2 separate regions of the Mus musculus genome follow, and region 1 is linked to region 2. The links are chromatin contacts, called in public Hi-C maps. All regions are on one chromosome and are shown on one strand. The core of a region is the stretch at or near the end of the contact, and the rest is flanking DNA. Distances in the headings are between cores, read along the strand shown.

What was found. Hi-C and Micro-C count contacts between places; a contact is called where the count stands out from the background.
Region 1: a Hi-C map of the G1E-ER4 cell line shows a contact between it and region 2, with 2.4 times the contacts expected there. The contact joins the promoter of Ctrl here to the enhancer-like site in region 2. A contact is called at or near these places in 20 of 39 promoter capture datasets (the C10 cell line, the HPC-7 cell line, the SN4741 cell line and 13 more), 11 of 484 Hi-C or Micro-C datasets (B cells, the C10 cell line, the G1E-ER4 cell line and 7 more), 18 of 115 datasets of contacts at active chromatin or transcription factors (the HPC-7 cell line, the NIH/3T3 cell line, the SCID.adh cell line and 13 more) and 3 of 9 other capture datasets (adipose tissue, liver and pancreatic islet).

Annotation. Positions count from the first base shown.
Region 1 is chr8:105,931,898-105,936,076 of GRCm38.p6, reverse strand. Ctrl (chymotrypsin-like) reads left to right here and starts at 2,215. Exons shown (of 7, transcript NM_023182.2): 1 at 2,215-2,298; 2 at 2,825-2,928; 3 at 3,018-3,097; 4 at 3,172-3,253; 5 at 3,390-3,570; 6 at 3,644-3,777; 7 at 3,861-4,083. The coding sequence starts at 2,247. The coding sequence ends at 4,022. Psmb10 (proteasome (prosome, macropain) subunit, beta type 10) reads left to right here. Exons shown (of 8, transcript NM_013640.3): 7 at 1-81; 8 at 172-349. The coding sequence ends at 283.
Region 2 is chr8:105,730,223-105,733,927 of GRCm38.p6, reverse strand. All of the region lies in intron 1 of Gfod2 (glucose-fructose oxidoreductase domain containing 2), which reads left to right. Among named protein-coding and RNA genes, the nearest start is that of 4933405L10Rik, 24 kb to the right of the region's middle. Within about 2 kb of position 1,572, at least 2 of the 459 cell types and tissues checked have an H3K27ac peak or open chromatin away from gene starts, as enhancers often do. A contact at or near this core is called in the G1E-ER4 cell line, where this site is marked.

The DNA of each region.
Region 1 (4,179 bases), core at 966-3,465, 200 kb before region 2:
CAATGTGGATGCCTGTGTGATCACTGCAGGGGGTGCCAAGCTGCAGAGAGCATTGAGCACCCCCACCGAGCCTGTGCAGAGGTAAGAGCACAGGAAGGGAGGGCTCTGTGTGTGTTCACACGTGTGCATGGACAGGCTGCATTCTAAAAGGCTGGCCCTCCTCCCTTCTAGAGCTGGCCGTTACCGATTTGCTCCTGGAACCACACCTGTCCTGACCCGGGAAGTGAGACCCCTGACCCTGGAACTTCTTGAGGAAACTGTGCAGGCCATGGAGGTGGAATGAAGTGGCCTGAGATGTAGAGTTTGGAATGAGGGTGAATAAATCCGGGAAACACAAACACTTAAACAGAAGGCTGTGTCTTTCTTGAGAGGAGTGAGCCAAGCATCTGTAGGAGTTTTGTGGCTGAGGTATTCACCTAAGGACGACAGACCCAGTTCTTGGCCTGAGGTCCTCCTCCTCCTCACCTCAGGGATCTATCCGTGCAGAAGCCCAGGACTATAAGCTTTGGGGTAGAAAGCTATATCCTGTCATCCCCAAACCATAGTTCCATATGGTAGAAACTTACCCCACCAGTACCCTGTCTTGGAAGACCCCGATGGACAATCCCCACTGTTAGCCTTTCCCTTTCTTATCAGTAACCACCTTTTTCCACCAGCTACCCTGGGACCTTAGGAGGCTAAAATGCTGATAGAGCAACCACTTCCTGACAAGTTCCCACTAAGCACCTCTCACCACCTACAGTTCCTCTACTTAGGACAGCCCTCAGAGGACCGAACATGTGTGAGCTTGTGAGAAGCTGGGCTTTGTCTACACACGTGGGACTGTGAGGAAGGAGATAGCCTCTGTCCTCTGGGCTGAAAGGGGTGGTGGACTTGCGGGGCAAGATGACACAGCTAATGTTTCATAGCGAGGTCTCTTCACTGAGTGCCAGGCCCTCTGGGTAGAAACACCCTGCCCTGCGAGTAGCTGAGCTCCACTGGGGCTTCAGAATGGATAAGGCACGTTCTCTAGAGAGGTTCTCCTCCAGGCTGGACACCCTTGGCCCCTGATTGTTCCCCCAAGACTTTATTATGAAAAATAGTATATACGATAGTAAAGCGAAAGGGCTAGTTTAGTAAACATCCCTATGTCCACCAGCCTTTATAATTCATATTTCCTCATATCTGATCTGTGTTCTTTATTTACCCGTTCACCTGCTTCACATTTTAGACTGAGGTATTATTATTATTATTTTTTTTTTTTTTTGGTTTTTTCTAGACAGGGTTTCTCTGTATAGCCCTGGCTGTCCTGGAACTCACTTTGTAGACCAGGTTGGCCTCGAACTCAGAAATCTGCCTGCCTCTGCCTCCTGGCACTCAGTGAAGAAGAGTGCTGGGATTAAAGGCGTGCACCACCACACCGGGCTTAGAATGAGGTATTCTTGAGCCTGTCAAAGCCTTTGATGCCCTAGAAAAATTCAAGCCAACTCACCATTGTAACTCTGCATATAGAAGCACCCTCTCTCCACCGGTTCAAGCTCAGCCTGGAGCTCAATAATAAATATGCTGTGCACATATCTCGCCTATGGCAAGCTGAGGTCTAGAAAAAGATTTTCTACTACCAGCTTCAACCCAGGGTCTCTTAGCCACTGAGAGCTCACACTTACCAGTAACATAGGTCTCAGAGAGTCAGACGTATGAGGTTTGCCTTGTGCTGGTAAGAGAATGGCCTCTCTGGGCAAACCTCTGACTCCTGTTCCATACTGATGAGAAATCCAAGATGCTGTCTGTTAGGATTCACAACCTGCTGGAACCTTCCTCCCTGGCCTTCCTGGCAGAGGTTGGCTACATCTGGCCATTCTCTCCACCAGTCATAACACCCCCATGCTCTGAACAGGCTTCTTTGAAACTCCAGTATTCCCAATAGCCCTGGGAATTTCATAGGTCCCAACCACCAACCAGGTTGACACTTTAGACCTAGTTCAGCCGTATGTCCTTGGTACCCAGTGGTCAACACTTGAGGTAGGAGGTGATTCAGAAAGTCAATGGGAAGCCAAGGTTTGGAAAGATGGAAGTGAGAACCTCACACCTGGGTACTTGATAATTCCAAGGACTTTGGTCTGAGAAGTCCTCTCCTTAAAGCAGGTGTGGGGCTATGCCAAGACCACACAGCTGGCCTAGTCTCAGGCCCAAGACTTCTGCCCAAGGACAAGGATGTCCATAAATAAAGCGCCAGACCATCTCAACACCATTCCTTATTTGTCACAATGCTACTGCTCAGCCTAACCCTTAGCCTGGTCCTCCTTGGCTCCTCCTGGGGTAAGTGGGCTGGGAACCGACCTTGGCTGTTCAGGGGCCCAGACAAGGAGCCAGCCTGATGAGAAGGGAACGGACAGTGTAAGCAAAAGGAAGGAACCTTCAGGGCTGAGAGTAAGGGAAGAGCCAGGGACCGGTCTCACAAATGAGGCGGGAGCTTGAGCCAGACCTAAGGAGGCTCAGGAACATATAAGAGATGTGTATAGACTAACAAAGCCTTCTAGCTGCATGGTAGACTGTGCAGGCCTAGAAAAACAGAGGGCAGGGAGATGATAGCAGGAATTAGAGAGAAAACTGGCCCAAGGTACATTAGGACTAGGTTGGTAGCTGTGAAAGCATGCACAGGACTTGAAGGCTGGTAGGGTGGGGTAACCAAGATAGCTGTGTATGCCTAAAAGGCACTCAAGGGAAGGCCTTGGAGTAATTCTCTTGGACCTCCTCCTGGATCTACAGCCTGGGGGCACCTTGAAGAAGGCATTAGGGAGAGGTAGACTGGGATTGGATTCTCACCAGCCCTATCTATGTTCAGGCTGTGGTGTTCCTGCCATCACGCCTGCACTGAGCTACAATCAGAGAATTGTCAACGGGGAGAATGCAGTGCCAGGCTCCTGGCCCTGGCAGGTGTCTCTCCAGGTAATGCACCCTATGGGTGGGTTGGGGTCCTGGGTGCTTTAGGCTATGGGTAACTTAAGCCCATTCATGTATCTAACTTTTGACCCTAGGATAACACCGGCTTCCACTTCTGCGGTGGTTCTCTCATCAGTCCGAACTGGGTGGTCACGGCTGCCCACTGCCAAGTCACGTGAGTGTATCCCCCTCCCTTGGATGCCCGCTCTGAAACCACTTAGCAGCTGCCCATTCCCATTATCCTTGCAGGCCTGGACGCCACTTTGTCGTTTTGGGAGAATATGACCGATCTTCCAATGCTGAACCTGTGCAGGTCCTCTCGATCGCAAGGGTAAGTACTAGCTGTGCATGTAGAAAGGGAAAATGGACTGCAGGGCATCCAGGCATGCCCTGACCTACCCGCCTCAGCACAGGCCTGGGCACCTGTGCCCACTCCAGCTTTACATGACTACTGACTGGCTCCACAGGCCATCACACACCCTAACTGGAACGCCAACACCATGAACAATGACCTGACTCTCCTGAAGCTTGCCTCGCCAGCCCGGTACACAGCACAAGTCTCACCAGTCTGCCTGGCTTCCACAAACGAGGCACTGCCTTCGGGGCTCACCTGTGTCACCACTGGCTGGGGCCGAATCAGTGGTGTGGGTAAGAACCTGGGTAATGAGGGGAGACCAGAAGAGCACCATGGGCCAGCCTAACCACCTCTCCTGGCCCACAGGCAATGTGACACCAGCTCGCCTGCAGCAAGTTGTTCTACCCCTGGTCACTGTGAATCAGTGTCGGCAGTACTGGGGTGCACGCATTACCGATGCCATGATATGTGCAGGTGGCTCAGGCGCCTCCTCATGTCAGGTAAGCACCCTGTCCTCCGCACTGTCCAGTGGGACACGTCCCCAAACTGCCATGCTGACTTCTCCCCTTTTCTTCCCTTTCAGGGTGACTCAGGAGGCCCTCTTGTCTGCCAGAAGGGAAACACCTGGGTGCTTATTGGGATTGTCTCCTGGGGCACTAAGAACTGCAACATACAAGCACCGGCCATGTACACTCGGGTCAGCAAGTTCAGTACCTGGATCAACCAAGTCATGGCCTACAACTAAACTGTCCACAGATCCGTTCCCCATCTCAATCTAATAAACATACTCGTCTCAGTTTCTCTTGGGTACCCTCGTCTTTCATCATGGCTTAGTGGGAAGGTGAGGCTCCTGAGGGCTCTACCCTTGACTTGGACTTTGTCTTCTGGTACAGCACCAGCTG
Region 2 (3,705 bases), core at 323-2,822:
TGTGTGAGCTCTAGGGATCAGACTCAAGTCTGTAGGCTTAGTGGTAAGAGCCTTTACCTGCCGAACCATCTTGCACACCCCTCCACCTTTTGTTTTGTTTTCTTTTCTACATGGATGTGTGTGGGTACATGTATGTGCTTGTGGTTGATAGTGGAGGTCTTCCACCATCACTCTCCATCTTATGCTTTGAGTGAGGTCTCTCAGTCAAACACAGAGCTCACTGATATGTTTGGTCTAGCTACCCAGCTTACTCTGGAGATCCGGTCTCCACCTTCAAGCCCAGAATGGTAGATGGCCATGCCCACCAGGCATTTACATTGGTTCTGTAGATCTGAATTCCTGCTTATGTAACAAGTACTTTAACCACTGAGCCATCTCCCCAGCCCCTCCACTGAACCTAGAACATTCGGATTCAGCTAGCCTGGCTGTCCAGGAAGCTCCAGGGGTTGTTCTTTCTTGACTGATGGGTATGTGCCACCACTTATGAAAAGCCCCAGCTTTTGTGGGATACTAGGGATCCAACCAGAGTCCTTAGGCTTTTGTGGCAAGCGCTTTGCTGACTTAGCCAGCTCCCCAGCCTTTCCTTGTCTAATGGTTTTATAACTGTTTCTTTCTTTCATTCAGGTGTCTCCTAGTCTGTCTTCTTGGTGCCACCTTTAAAAAGGAAGTCAGTGAAACATAGCTGCTTACAGGAAACAACCTCTATACTCAGAAGTTAATAAGAAACATTGAATGAGGGGATTGTAATTCCATGAACAGCCAAGTGGCCCTATAAAGGAAGGTAGAGCTCCAAGAGACTGTCAAGGACCTGGTCATGCTCCTGTCCCGGGTGCAATGGAGGGAAAGTGGGTGTGACTAGAACCCAGCAAAAGCCATGGGCAGGGAACAGGATCCTCAGTAGAGTCCCCATAGGAGACTTAGTCGAGATGTGGACCTTAGTCATAGAACATAAATCCTACTAGAACCACATCTTTGAAAAGAGAGATCAGGGGCTAGAGAGATGCTCAGAGGTTAAGAGCACTGACTGCTCTTCTGAAGGTCCTTAGTTCAAATCCCAGCAACCACATGGTGGCTCACAACCATCTGTAATGAGATCTGATGCCCTCTTCTGATGTGTCTGAAGACAGCTACGGTGTACTTACAATAATAAATAAATCTTTAAATAAAGAAAATGTAACTAAATAGAGAATACCACATTATTTAAAGAGAGAGAGAGAGAGAGAGAGAGAGAGAGAGAGAGAGAGAAAGAAAGAAAGAAAGAAAGAAAAGAAAAGAAAAGAGAGATCAGAGGACAAGTGCCTCGGCCTCCCTGCTCTCAGACTCCTCTAGTGACTCACACAGAAGCCTGAAGCCCTGGAGGCTCACTCCTTAGAGATTGGCCTTCAGAAGCCTGGGGCAGCAAGGGCAGACCAGGAGAACTGAGCCTAGTCCTTAGACTACCATTTGATGCCACCCATGCTGGCTCCTGCCTACCTTTCAGACTTATCACCCCACAGCCACCAGTTAAACTTCCCACAAAGATGTGATACATCAACAGATTTGTGTTGGCCAAGTGGTAGATCGGGGACAAGAGGTGAGTCTGATAAGGGAAGGAACTTACTGGCTCACGCTGATCACTAAGGATGAGTTGAGCTGCTCTGAGTGTACACGTTACACAGTAACTTTGATGGTTGCAGGAAAGCTAATGACCCGGGGAAGTTTTCCCACCGCATGTGGTAGGTCTGTTGCTCACAGCCACCCATGGAATGTTGGAAAAGTCCCTCTGAGCTTCTGTTTTCTCAACTTTTTGGAGAAGATTTTATGGCCTTAAAGACAGACTAATACTGCATGCATATTAGCTTGGGAGTTAGACCTTTGCGCTCCCACACAGCTGTTCATTTGTTTGATTTGTGTGTAGGAGGGTATGGCCCATACATGTAAGAGTGTAGGTGCCCACATCTGTGTATGTGGGCATGGAGGCCAGAGAAATACACCAGGTGGCCACATAATTACTCTTTATCTTATTCCCTTGGGATCTGCACCCAACCAGAAGCTACCATTTTGACTAGGCTGTCTGGCCAGCAAGCTCTTGGGAACCACCTGTCTCTGCATCCCAAATGCTGGGCTTTCAGGCATACAAAGCCATAGCTGGCTTTTTATATAGGTGTTGAGGATTTGAATTCAGGTCTTCATGTTTATAATGCAAGCATTCTTACCTTTGAGCTATCTCCATAGTCCCCACTGTTTACTTACCTGTTTTCTTGCTTTGGCTGCTTCTGAATATTAGATATCAGTAGTTCCTTTGGTTATTTGAAAATGGAACTTTGGGCTAGTGAGATGGCTCCGTGGGCATAGGCACCTGCTGTTGCACTAGGCTGATGTCCGGCCTAAGTTTGCTTCTCAGACTCCATGGTGGAGAGAACTGACTCCCAGAAATTACTTTCTGAACTCTACATGTATGCCTTGATAGGTACATGTCTACCTTCAGACACACTTAATAATAAACATTTTAAACTCAAAACAACATACAACTTTGAGCTGGTTGTGGTAGTGCATTTGGTAGGTACAAGTTGCAGAGTTAGGAGTTCACGGTATCTTCAGCTGCACGGTGAGTTAGAGGCTAGCCCGAAATACATGATCCTGTCGAAAGGAAAAAAAAAAGGTTTTGCTGGGCAATGGTGGCATATGCCTTTGATCCCATCACTTAGGAGACAGAAGCAGGCAGATCTCTGAGTTCGAGACCAAGTTCCAGGACAGCCTGAGCCACACAGGAAAACCCTGTCTCAAAAAACAAAGATTTTATTGCTCTCTGCTTCTCATCTGTGGCCTCCATGGAAGAAGCTCCCTCCTGCAGCTGTTGTCTGAAGCCATGATGGGCTGACCCTAGAACTGTAAGCCAAAGGAAGCCCGTCTCCCCTTAGAAAACCAGCAAACAGAAAATAGCGCATCTCAACATATTTTCCAGGTAGTTGGGGAAAAAAAAACTAATCTCTATTCATGCCTGACAACAATCTTTTTCTCCCTTTTTAGCATACAAAATAATAGGATAGCATAGCATTTTCAAACATATATATCATTGTACTTTGCTCCTCTCTCTCTCTCTCTCTCTCTCTCTGTCTGTCTGTCTGTCACACATACACACACACACACACACACACACAGAGCTTTTACAGTGATGTTAGGTCAAACATAGATAAAGATGAGCACAGGGGCTGGAGAGATGGCTCAGCAGTTAAGAGCACAGCTGCTCTTCCAAAGGAACCGGTTTCAATTCCCAGCATCCACACAGACATGCGTGCAGGCAAAACACAAAGCACCAATGTACATAAAATAAAAATTAAATTAAAAAAGGGGCCGGGCAGTGGCGCATGCCTTTAATCCCAGCACTCAGGAGGCAGAGGCAGGCAGATTTCTGAGTTTGAGGCCAGCCTGGTCTACAAAGTGAGTTATAGGATAGCCAGGGCCACACAGAGAAACCCTGTCTCAAAAAACCAAAAAACCAAACCAAAACAAAACAAAAATTTAAAAAGGGATGAACGCTGTTGCTACACTTCAGGGCATACACCTATGACAGCAGCTCTAGGAAAGCTGAGATAGACACATTGTTGTGAGTTTGATGTCAGCCTGATTTACACAGTGAGTTCTAGACTATAGTATGGAACATTGTCTCCAGAAACAAAAAAAAAAAACAAAACAAAACAAACAAACAAACAAACAAAAAAACGG